2 separate regions of the Zea mays genome follow, and region 1 is linked to region 2. Evidence: chromatin contacts called from public Hi-C data. All regions are on one chromosome and are shown on one strand. The core of a region is the stretch at or near the end of the contact, and the rest is flanking DNA. Distances in the headings are between cores, read along the strand shown. Region 1 holds the start of LOC100194399 (30S ribosomal protein S17, chloroplastic). Region 2 holds the start of LOC100277208.

What was found. Hi-C and Micro-C count contacts between places; a contact is called where the count stands out from the background.
Region 1: a contact with region 2 is called in a Hi-C map of leaf, with 5 times the contacts expected there. The contact joins the promoter of LOC100194399 here to the promoter of LOC100277208 in region 2. A contact is called at or near these places in 5 of 25 Hi-C or Micro-C datasets (bundle sheath, ear, endosperm and 2 more).

The regions. Positions count from the first base shown.
Region 1 is chr1:216,026,387-216,032,996 of Zm-B73-REFERENCE-NAM-5.0, reverse strand. LOC100194399 (30S ribosomal protein S17, chloroplastic) reads left to right here and starts at 4,098. Exons shown (of 2, transcript NM_001309900.1): 1 at 4,098-4,471. The coding sequence starts at 4,310.
Region 2 is chr1:215,808,954-215,815,526 of Zm-B73-REFERENCE-NAM-5.0, reverse strand. LOC100277208 reads left to right here and starts at 3,776. Exons shown (of 1, transcript XM_008666409.4): 1 at 3,776-4,725. The coding sequence starts at 4,158. The coding sequence ends at 4,400.

The sequences.
Region 1 (6,610 bases), core at 2,849-5,348, 220 kb before region 2:
GTTTTCAAGTGTATTTCTATACTAAGTCGTAGATTGAAAGGGAAATGAAGTATGTGACGAAGACAAGGCTTCCACTCCACTCTAACGGTATCATTTATCCTTCGTCGCTACTTCGCACACTCTCAATTGATATAATCTTTCACTCATATTTACTTGAACCAATGGGGGAGAAAATAAAAGGGCTCTCAAAGTCTCCGTTTTTGGCGATTAATGCCAAAGGGGGAGAGAGTATTAAGCCCAAAACAAAAGGACCGCACCACCACCTATTTTTAACTGTGTTTCAAAATTTTTAATTAATTTGGTATATTTCAAATTGGTATCTAATTGATATATTTAAAGGAAGATTTTTAAAATTAGCATCTATTAAAACTCTCTTGAAAACGAAGAGGAGAATTTCATTCAGGGGGAGTTTTGCTTAGACAAAGGAAAAACATTTGAAATAGGGGGACAAATTTCAAATCTTGAAAATGCTTCTTGCAATCTTATTTATATGCCTTTGACTATTTGCAAAAGAATTTTGAAAAGACTTGCAAAAACAAAACATGTGGTGCAAAAGTAGTCCAAATATTAAATAAACGAAAGCAATCCACTCATATCTAGTAAGATTATCAATTGGTTTAACTCCAAGCAACATATGCACTTACCTTATGCAAACTAGTTCATCTCTGCACTTTATATATTTGCTTTGATTTGTGTTGGCATCAATCACCAAAAAAGGGGAGATTGAAAGGGAAATAGGGTTAACCTTTTCCCACAATTAATTTTGGTGGTTGAATGCCCAACACAAATCTATGGACTAACTAGTTTGCTCTATAATACATGTTCTACAGGTGCATAAAGGTTCAACTCAAACCAATAAATATTCAAGTTAGGGATCAAATTCAAAGGAGCAAATGAAACCAAGTGTGCTGTGGTCTAGCGCACCGGACTGTCCGGTGTGCCACCGGACAATGTCCAGTGCACCAGGATCGTACTGAGTCCAACCAACCACTCTCGGGTTTCCACAGGCGCGCTCCACTATAATTCACCAGACTGTCCGGTGAGACAGCGGGCAACGGCTATCTGCGCGCAACGGTCGACTGCAAAAGTACCTGACGCATGAACAGTGCACCGACAGAGTCAGAGGCGCACCGGATAGTGTCCGGTGTGGCACCGGACTGTACGGTGCCACTAGAAGACAACGACGCCAACGGTCGACTGCTCCCGAACCCTAACAGTTGGGTGACGTGGCGGCGCACCGGACAGTGAATAGGCCCTGTCCGGTGGCGCACCGGACTGTTCGGTGCGCCCATCGTCCGCAGCCTTCCCCAACGGCCACTTGGTGGTTGAGGGCTATAAATACCCCCAACCACCACAACTCAAGGCATCCAAGTCTTCTGAAGTTTTCATTCAATACAAGAGCTAGTGCATTCACTCCTAGACACAAATCAAAAGATCAAAGCCTCTCTAAGTCCTAAATTCACTCCAACCACCTAGTGACTTGAGAGAGTGTTTGTTCGTGTTCTTTTGCGCTCTTGTGCTTCAATCGCTTCCTTCCTTCCTCATTCTTGTTCCCAAGTGAATTGTAATCAAAGCAAGAGACACCTAAGTGTGTGGTGGTCCTTGCGGGGTTTAAGTGACCCGTTTGATTAAGGAGAAAGCTCACTCAGTCTAAGTGACCGTTTGAGAGAGGGAAAGGGTTGAAAGAGACCCGGTCTTTGTGACCACCTCAACGGGTACTAGGTTCTTTAGAACCGAACCTCGGTAAAAACAAATCACCGTGTTCATCCGCTATATTTCTTGGTTGATTTGTTTCCACCCTCTCTCTCGGACTCGATTTAAGTTCTAACGCTAACCCCGGTCTGTAGCTTGTGTTTTAAGTTGTAAATTTCAGATTACGCCTATTCACCCCCTCTAGGCGACTTTCAGTTCCAATCTCCTTAACTTTAGTGAGTCACTTTTAATCACTAAAATATCAATGGGATGACTAAAATATGTCTTTCAAATAGAATTTTTAGGGACTAAAGTTTAGTCCCTAAAGTTTAGAAGGGTGACTAAAGTAATCAAACACCCCCTAAATAGGCATCTAGTTTTAATTTAGTCTTATAAATAAAATCTAATATATTGATTTATGAATAATGTAGTTTACAAAAAAAACATATGCCTGTCCACGTAAACATTAATTAGTGTTGATCTTGAAGTGGCTTGTTCCACTTGAGTTATTTAAAAAATGGTTTATTCGGACTATGAGTGAAAATGGTAACAATAATTTTTGATTACCGGAAATCGTTTGAAATTTTACCTAAATTTAGGACTAAACGGAAATGGAAACAGTTACCGAAAATACGGAAACGAAATCGGTACAAAAAACTCGAAAACGGAAACGAAAGCGATTTGAGTCTCTTCCGCCCGTTTTCGAAAATTACTGTATTTATTCGATATTTTATCGTTTGTAATGAATTCAATATTTTTTTATAGAAAAACATTAAATTTGAACTGATCTTTATAAATTCATAAAAGATTCATCCGTGCTTTGAAAAATATGAAACAAATTTTATTATTTTGTCTAAAATCAAGGTCTATCTAATGTTATGTAGTTTAGATTTGTTCGAATCTTTTATGGATCTTATTTATAGTTTCTTTTCAATTACTACTCTTGATACATATATTCATGATTTGCACGATGACCTCAGAAGGACTAGGACGATACCAATTATGTTGACTTTCTAACTATATGTATGTGTGGACAATGCTTGCCACTTGTATTGTGAAGTATTGTTTTAATATTTTTGTGAGATCTATTCTCGCAATATTTTTTTTCTCCTTTTGGACTCAACCACAAAGGATTCGTTTAAACCAATTAACAAACTCTTGCTTCGATTTTCTGGGGTACCTTTCAAGTGTACCAATAAATACTTTGTTAGTAAGGAATCAAATGTTGGAGAATTCTTTTCTAATAGATACTCGAATGAAAAATTTGATACCACAGTCCTTGCAACTCCCCTTGTCGGATCCTTATTAAAAGCTCCATTTTGTACTGGATTGGGGCATCCTATTAGTAAACCCGTTTGGACTGATTTATCAGATTGGGATATTCTTGATCGTTTTGTCTTCTAGAGGATTTCAAAGACGATTATTTTATTTACGGAGTTGGTTACAAAATATCCATCTCTCAAACTGGATTTACGGAGATGGTCAAAATTAGTACATCTCCCAAAATCTATTAAGGTGGTGTGACTATTCAAACTAAAATCTATTTTCTAATTGGTTCGCACATATTGTTGTATGGGATCGATCAAGTCGTATACTTACATGGCTACTGTCATGTTCTATTGTTTGATATGTTTATCATTATCATTTTAAAATAATAGTTTTGGTAATTTTCGATCGTTATCGATTCATATACTTACATGTTATCGATTCATATACTTACATGGTTACTGTCATGTTCTATTGTTTGATATGTTAATCATTATCATTTCAAAAATAATCGTTTTGGTAATTTTCGATCGTTATCGATGCAATTTCGATCATATACTTTTGTTATCGACATTATCAAAATATCGATGTCGTTTTCGTTTTCGATAATATCGTATCGTTTTTTATACCGTCAAAATAATTTGAAAGTGAAAGTGGTGGAGCCTTTTTCCGATCGTTTGCTATCGTTTTCAGCCTTAGATCAGACGACCTGTTAAACACACGGCAACGACTGCTATGCAAGCAGCCTTCTTTGCAAGCGTGCAAGCAAATTATCTGGTTCATTAGATCGTGATCCAACCGTAGGTCACATTTAACACTTAAACCCTTCCACCACCAGCTCAATAATCTTTATAAAAAACACTCTAACAAACCATGGTTGTATTTGTAATTGAATCGTAATTTAATGGACCAGATGGTTTGCTTGCACGTTTGTAAAGAAGGACTGCTTGCATAATAATTGTTGCCTAAACACATACCCGCCGCTACGGCCTATTACTGAGATGATAAATCTAAATACTTCTTTATAATCTGTTAGGACCATAAATTATTTTTAGTTTAAAAATAAATAAAAATAGTATCCAATTCTAATTCCTAAATTTTATACAGCGCATTGTCAGAGGCCCTCCTGAGCTGAGTCCCTTCCCTTTCCCCCGGTCCAGTGGCGGACGCCCTAGCCAGGCACCACAGGCCACAGCCTGGGCTGCCCCACTGCCCCTGTCGCCGTCGGGCAAGCGCCGTCCAACCTGTGCGTCACCGCCTCCGCCTTCAGTTTCGCCTCCAGCAGGGGCGCCGCGTGGGGTATTCGGTTCGTCGTCGAGGAGAGAGAGTCACTTCTGCCGAGGGAGCAGGGATGGAGCCGGTCGTGGGGATCGTGGTGTCAAACAAGATGCAGAAGTCGGTGGTGGTTGCGGTGGACCGCCTCTTCCACTATAAGATGTACAACCGCTATGTCAAGCGCACCTCTAAGTTCATGGCACACGACGAGGCTGACTCCTGCAACATTGGCGACCGGGTCGGTAATTATTGCTGCATCGTCGTATCCGCCCCTTCCTCGTTCTGATGCTGTAAGGCTGTGAAAATTGGCGATGCTTAGACTGGTGTCAATTTGTTATTGGATAGTCCTAATTGTTAGCTACTCGGCGCCTGGGGTTTTTGGGTAGGCGAACTATTTTTTTAGAGTTCCGCATCTCTAGCATCGCACTCGGGAATTAGGACCAAGCGTTAAAGAGCGTTTACAGACCAGCTAGCACTAGGCAAGGCTTAATTTCAGGCACCCACACATAAGTTTAAGCAGTTTTACGGACAACGGTACCAAGCAAGGCCTCAGAGTTTTTACACCTGGATGCTGAAAAAGACACTGCTGAAGCCATTTGTAGCTTCTCGCACTTCGATTTCAGAAGGACGGTAGCTGCATATCAGCTATCCACTTCATGTCGATCTCCCTCTGTCCATGAATTAGGCACTAGCAAGAAAAATCCTCTTTAGCCTTGTCGCCAACCCCTCGATCCTTTGTAGTGAGCTCTGGCCTTGTAGTCCAACTAATTGGTCACGCGGAAGTTGCATTTTCACACCCTTTTGCAAATTTTTGGATAGATACATCAGTGGTAAATGAAAAAAAAATCGGATGGGTGAATAATGGCATTTCAATTGTTAGGTACTCTTAGGCCTAGATTAGTTGGAAATCACATGGTATCTATCTTTTTTCGATAAAGGAAGCTTTATTGAATTTTCAAGTCCATACATCGAGATGATTGTCTTGAAAACACTTCCGGCTCTGCATATCAGGATGCACACAACCTAAAAAGAAAAGGAAAAAAAAACGACATGGTAGACCTCAAGCACTAATGACAGTTGATCCTAAGGCTAGACTGCCACCCATACGCCTGGGTAAAAATGTCCTTGGCCACTAGCGTCAAGTGTTTAAAAGAGCTGAATTACGTTCAGTTATATATTGGATGCATGTGGTTGCTATTGTTACTATGTGTCAGTGTTCAGTGATCTCTCTACTGCAGGCTTGACGTTTTGAATGAGGTCTGACAGGAGTCATCCACTCTAAGGTCGCTGAGGATGACACCTGATTTTGCAGGATTAATCAGTGTCCTCATAAGTGCTAGATATACATCGGCTGATGCTGCTTAGGGCTACATGGTGGTTTGGTGCTAGGCGGGTGGCACCGGGGATGACACCTTAATTTGTAGGTTTAATTAGTGTTCTCATACGTGCTAGACATACACTGAATGGTGTCTAACCACTGCTTAGATGGGCTACATGGTGGTTTGATGCTAGGCTGGTTTCTACTAGTAGCTGACTCTTGAAAAATTACACTAGTGCACTAAATTGACTAGTAATCTGATAATGCCAGAATATAACTACTATGAACACACACGAACCCAACACATGCATACCTCACACACATCTAGATTTAATAACTATACTCAGATAGAATAGAATACCACATTCCTGGACAGATCACCATAACCATTCCAACCCCTGGTAGGTTGGGCGCATTTTATTCCCATTGTGGCACCACAGGAGAGTGACTGCAGATGTTTTACTTCTTTATTTTGTGTGTGTGTGCACGCCTGTGTGTGTGGGAGGTCAGATTTGTATTCAACCTGCTTGCAACCCGCTGAGTGAGCCATCCAAGGTGGAGGTCATCCCCTGAAGCTGGCTCTTAATGGAGAAAGGAAAACCTAATCTAAACACCATTTTTTTTCAAGTCGTCTAGTCAGGCCTAGTCATGTAGTTACCGACCAGTCGATTAGTCGTCGACCAGATCAACTAATCGAGCCTAGTCGAGTTAGTTGTCATGAAACTAATGATCTCCATGCACTACCACAGAAGCTGAGAAACGAAGATATTCATCAGTTGAACGTGGATATCCAGATTTGTAAAAAATGCTTAATTGACATTTTTGTTAAAACTCAAAATCCTGGTTTTGTGGAAACCATAGTTTTTTTGTATATGCAAATTGGTTGGAGTTTCCAAACAAAGCTTTTGTGGTTGTTAGGCTAAATCCTTTTAGGAAATCTGGTTTTCACTAAAATGAATTTTCTAGGCATTTTGAGGTTTGAGAATTTTTAGGAGGAAATTGGTTGCTCCTTGTTCTTTATATTATGTTGATGAGATTATGGTAGAACTATGGATCCTA
Region 2 (6,573 bases), core at 2,527-5,026:
AAAACAAAAAATTCGGCCTGCTGCCGTCGTCGCATTAGCATCCCGCAAGGCCGAAAACCACGTCGGCACGCGTATGGCGCCTTGTGCGTGCGTGCGGGCGACCGGTACACAGGACTAAGAGCAACTTCAATAGTTGTCTAAAGAATTCTCTAAACAAGAAATTTAGAGAGTTTTTATAAAATCTCCTCTCCAACAACTCCTGAAATCAACTTGGTAAATTTGCTAAGTTGCTATTCTAGCTAATTTGGTCTCTACATGTAGCAACTAGTTTTCTACTCCCGAAAAATCCAATCATGCCATTTTTTACTTTCGCGTCTTGTTCTGGCGCGTTGGCCTCGCCGCCAGAACCCACTCGCGCCATTTTTTCTCTTCCACCTCAGGAGATCTCGTCCCTGTCGCCTGACCTCCATCCCCGCCAGCGGGGCCTGGGCTTCCCTTCCCCAACTCATCTGCCTGGCCACCTCCTCGACACCGTCCTGGCTCTCGTCGGCAAGGATTTGTACCATATTTATAGTGAGGCTCCACCTCCTCGACACCGTCCTGGCTCTCGTCGGCAAGGATTTGTACCATATTTATAGTGAGGCTGAACACGCTGTATAGTTTGATAAAGACCAAGGGTCTTCCAATTGAACGTTAAATGCATCTGCATTGTGTATTTTAAACAAAGATGCTTTAATTCAAATGGTGGTTTAACTCATTGTCTATTCCGTGTGTTTTGAATTATTTTATGTTTAGATGTGTCTAGTGAAAGTAGCACTTGTACCTCTACACTTCTAATCCTCTGTACGTATGAACAAAAACAAATGATCAATGGCTATATATATACACACGGACGGCGTGATTCAATCGAAGGCATGTGCAGGCTTCGTTCGCCAGCGCGACTGGTGCTCAACTTTGGCATGAACTTGCTGGCGGCGCAGAAACAAATAGGCACATCCAAGATTCAAAACAGTTTTAGCTTCCTATATATCAGGAACTGTTGGAGATTGATCTTTTTTACTCTTAAAGCAAATTTAGCAGCTTGGTAAATGCTTATTTGAGGAGCTATTATTTAGACAGGGCGACGTACGTACGTACGTAGGTACTAGCTCCCTCCACTTCAAAAATGATGCGTTCGTAGAATTTTAGATTTCGTTCTAAAATATGCTAGAGTGTATTTTTTGAATCTCCAATGTATTTATAGATACTTATATTTTTAATCCATAGTACGATCTAATTCTAGTTATTGTTTTTTCCCTTCATTTTTTTCTACTTTCTCTATTTTTTTCAAGTGGAATTATTATATCTTAGAGCAAACGGCTTTTTTACAAAGTTATATAATGACACGGATCGGATATGCACTTGTTCTCCCCCCCCCCCCCCCCCTCTTTTGTGGTGGTTCTTGTTCGGGTTGTGGTTGTGGTTCGGGTCCATCAACAATAACCACATCATCTTGACTCGGATTTGCAGATGTACCATTTCTATTGCTCCTGCTTACACTCTAAATAAAATACCTCTCGGCTGTTGAGGATGTACCATTTGCATTGTCATATCATCTCTGAATTAAATCCTACCACATGCTTTGAGCTCTTTTGTCCTAGCGGTTGTATCTAAACAATGTTGGCAAACAGGCCTTAGTTAGTTCAATACTTTCCGTGATTCGAAGATTGGAGTTTTTGGATAAGTCCATAAGTTCTGCTTAGGACCACAAATTTTGATACTAGTAAATTTATCGACTACAAATATTTTTTTTTGTGAATTTCATGTTATTCCTATTCGCCCTTCCACTTGGCATTTTGTTTCTTTCAATAATATGCAAGGGCAAGCTTCACTTGGATGTTATACGGATGGAAGGGTTTGTTGTCTAAACGACAAAAAGTAGCTCTTCAATGCCCCCGAAACCATTCTCAATTGTCACGCGCAAATGAAGACTGCCTCAAGTTGGTACAACTCTCATGCATTCTAGGATAGTTAAGACTATCTCCAACACAATTCCTATCCGACTCTCTATCTTACTCAATATTTTAAACTCTACTTTAAAAACAGTGCAAAACAGTACTTTGTACGGCTATTTACACAGCCTGCTGGAGATCGTACTATCTTCGGTAGGTCGTGTAAATGGTCATGTTTTCTACTGTAGATTTATACTGTTTGTTTATAGAGTGTAGTTTGAAATAAAGAGTGTGATATGAAATCTGATAGTCTAAGATATGTGCTACGCTCGTTCCTGATCTCCTGTGTCCTGTGGTGGCCTGTGTGGGCTGTGGGTAACGGTTCTAGCTATCGTTTGAGAATCGTTTCGGGCGGGTTACAGGCTATACACGGCGGGCAGCCAGCCAGCTAGCGCGATCCACAGAATTTGAAAAGATTCGGGCCTGGGCACTGCCTGTCAAGAGCATCGTGGCACTGTCTGTCCAAATTGCGAGTGGACGGCTGGAGTGACGGCACCACAGTGACCCCGGCATGCCATATCGATCGAGAACTCAGATCCCTGCTACCTCTCTCTCTCTCTACTACTACGCCAGATGCCAGCCAGGGTGCCGACATGCGAGTTCCAGGACAGAAGAAGAGTATGATTACAGTGCAGAAGCGTCGCCGTCTCCTAATAAAGCGGCGACGTTTAATCGGTCATCATCATCAGCATTCAGCGCTCTGACTTGTCAAGCTCCACGTCGTGCACTGTCACGCTCACGCCGAGAACTCCAGAAGAGAGAGAGAAGAATGCCACACGGACACGGCTGGTAAAAGACAGCCGGAGAACGCGTCCGTCAGACAGGCCGCAGAAACACGCATACCATGGGCACACGCGACAGATCTCGCAGAAGATGCATCTGAGAGCTGGCGGTGATGAATGCGATCTCTCCCTCCCCATTTATGCCCCCTCTCCTGTTTCGAATTCATCGGAGGAGAAGAGTTGAGATCGGTGTCGGCCCTCTCGATCCCCTGTTTCTGCAAAGGGGGAGCGGCGACCTGATGATGAGATGCAGATGAAGGCGCAAGAGAGACCGAGACCGAGGTGCGTAGACATATCCACAAATGTCTCGCCGTCGTTCCCGAACACCCAATACCGACAGGCAGCAGCAGCACGTGCAACAAGGATCCACTCCACTGGCACTGGCACTGGGCCGCATCCGCATGCCACCGTGGCTTCATTAACCGATCAATAATAATAAACCGATCGAATCAGATCGGGCACTGGACAGTTCTTCTCTCCAGTCTTTCTATACTGGAGATTACATTAAGGAATGGGCTCTGCTAACGTTTGGCTGCAGAGTTCTGTTACTTAGTTTGGCCCACTTGTTGCTGATAAAACCAGCTAGCTAGAAATTTACATACATACAGCTGAGCTGACCCCCTTTTTTTTATATGTGGTTGTTGAGACGACGACCAGCAATCATATATGCCATGCCAAGTGGTTCAGCTCTCGGGACGACGTGCGGCTATTCATTCGTTGCAGTGGCCATTTCGGCATCAGGTTGGATTGAGATAGACAGACCACACAGCACACACGCGAGGACAGATATCGAGCCATGGCATGGAAGAAAACAAGTGCACGAGACGTGGAGACGTCAAGCAATTATGGCCCAGTTCCTCGACCTGTCTGTCCTCTAGCCTCAACAGCCAGAGCCAACCTGCATGCTGAAACGATTGGTACGTTGATGATGATGATACGGAGAACAAGAGTAATTAGCTGCGTCAAGAGATCAGGCAGCCCATGCTATATTTGACTAGCATTGGGTGGGGGGCCGCGTGGAGGTTCTTATAGGTTTTCCTCTTTGGATTAAAGTATACTACTACTAAACAGGGGAGCGGCCACCCTAGCTACTACTACTAGCCAATAATAGCTGCGCACAGTCATAAGATATGGGCAAGTTCAGAAGGAAGGAAAAAAAACACACAAAACAAAACAAAAACTGATGGTCAGTGATAGTAGCTCCTCCAAGCATACCTCCTTACAGCTCAGTCTACATACAGCTTAGAACCTAGTTCCTCCTCTCCCACATGGCCAAGTGAAATCGCACGCGCCCCTCCTCCTCTCAGCTCAGGTTCTCACACTATAAATATGCACTCCCCCTGCGCACCACACACACCACCACAAGCCTAATACAGCTCAACACTTGCTAAAACTAGAGAGAGAGAGAGCCAGACAGACAGACAGACACAGAGAGATAGAGTCCATGGTGACACTAGCAGGAAAAGGAGGGAGAACCAGCAGAGGGATGGTGTCACTGAGGAGAAGGCGGCCGTTCCAGCTCATGGTGCTGAGGCGGCTGCGGGAGCTGAAGAAGATCGTGCCAGCGGGCGCTCGCCGCCGGAAGGCAGACGTCGACGTGGTGCTCCGGCGGACCGCCGAGTACATCTGCGCGCTGGAGCTGAAGGTGGCACTCCTCCGGAGGCTCTCTCACATGTACGGTGTGTAGCCTGTGCCGCCGGTCACCCACGCCATTGCCTGCCACCACCCCACCAAAGTAGTAGCCCCTATATATGCGATTGGTTATTGGTCACATATGGTCATATGGACGTGCGTGTGTGTGTGTGTCTAGCTAGTAGTTAAGATCTGGCTGGGAAGAAAGCCAGCCCCCGGCCCGTTGCTCCAGCTCTGAGTGCAAGAGAGAGAGAGAGAGATGCTTTCGCTGCTGGTGGCTGTGTCAATAGGCTGGAACTGGAAGTAAGAACGCATTTCATTTGTTTTCTATGCATGTGTCGGATCGGAGTGTGTGGTATGGATTTTTGTTTTTGTTTTTTGCCTAGCTCTTCAGCTCCTTGTTGTTATTATTGCTTATCATCGATCGCCTATAAGACTATATGCACTACAGACACATGAAGTAAACCACACACATTCATCTAGCTAGAGCAAACAAAGTACTAATTAAAACACATCGTCGTGTGATAATGATCATACAGGGTCATTTGGACGTACGTGTATGGGGGACATCTGTCGTATTATTATGATAATGGTCACTGCTGAGTGCTGAACACTGATTGAACTCTCTACTCATTAGAACGACGTGGACTCGTGTGTACCTAGCTACCTACCAATCAGACACTCCATAAAAAAACAATAATAAAGACAATGGCAAAAAAATATTCGACGGACAATAATCCTCCGCTCAGGATGGAAGTAGTAGGATGATTCTCACACTGCATGCAGGGACCTTGCAGATTCTGCTGCGTTAGCGGGTCGGACAAGATCGAACACAAGAGGAAATACTATTCTACATGCGGAATTATTATCAGTTTTTAAGTCTATTTCTTGTTTCTGTCAAGTCCATTTCTTCAGGTTATACGTGGTCGTAGATAGACAGACAGGCGGCAATTGTTGATATCGCGGGATCTGATCTGATCCTTTTTACCGGAGGAGAATTGAGAATATATATATTTGCTAGCTAGCACGTCACATCAACTGGTGATCTACAATCATCCTACTTGAAAAGGATGCTATGATGAAGATGTAGTACGTGCGTGCGGGAGGGGATTTAATCCATGCGTCAATGTACTGCTGACCAGATAGATAGATAGATAGATAGCAGGCAGCTAGGATACCAGAGGAAGCGTCCAAGAAGGGCATGTGCACATGCGAGACTGCTCTCTGTCCTTTTGCTCCACATCATTGGAGACCCCTGTCTCCCCTCCCACCCTATCCCCAGATTTATCTATCCTCTTGGGGTGAAACGAAAACACGCCCAAGTTTACCGAGCAGGGCAGGGAGAGCTAACGCAACAGTAGTACACTCTCCACTGAGCCCAGGCTTCCTGTCGGGGCTCTGGAGAAAAAAAAAAAAGAACACTGCAACACAGCGCGTGCCAAGCTGAGGGCGACAGTAAGATTCTGTATTTTACAGCACAGCCATGTGGGATATTCCCGCTTGGATCAGGCGGCCAGCTATGAGCTACTGCCATGCCATTTCAGCTACAGTCTGCAGGTTGCCAACGCAGCTACAGGTGCAGCTTGCCACACTGTTGCAGTTGCAGAGTGGAATTTGAAATAAAAGTGAGATATGGAGTGAAATAGAGTCTGTTTGGGATAGTTTATGTGAACAAAACATTAATACTCCCTCCTCCCCAAATCACTATCCATTTAAGCTCTTGTTTTTATTTCTATATTTACGTAGATATATGATAATAAATCTAGACATATATATACACAAAACGCATGCATCAATTGTTGTATGAATCCACTAAAAGACTAAAACAAAATTTAATTTGGGACAGAGGGAGTACATGTTTGTGATAAGTAATAGTCTACGAAGTAATATTTTTGGTTCAGATAGGTGAACTAATCAGACCGTGAGTACATGCAACGTGTCTATTGACCTGTGATACGTATGTGTGGAGTGCAAAGACAGTTCGGTGAAGATAGGGTCATACGGATTCCTATCGATGAACCTAGACCGGTGCGCTGAGATTTGGCCAAGAGACTGGAGGAACTAGTGAATATATGTGATAGGCATGAGGATATGGCGGAGCGGATTGCGCCACCGACACAGTCAAGGACTGACGAGACACATGTGTACAGTGTATAGGTCATGGAGGCATGTATGGAGTGCGCTACCTGCATCGGTTTGTGTAACACCCTAAAATTCTATTTTGGGTA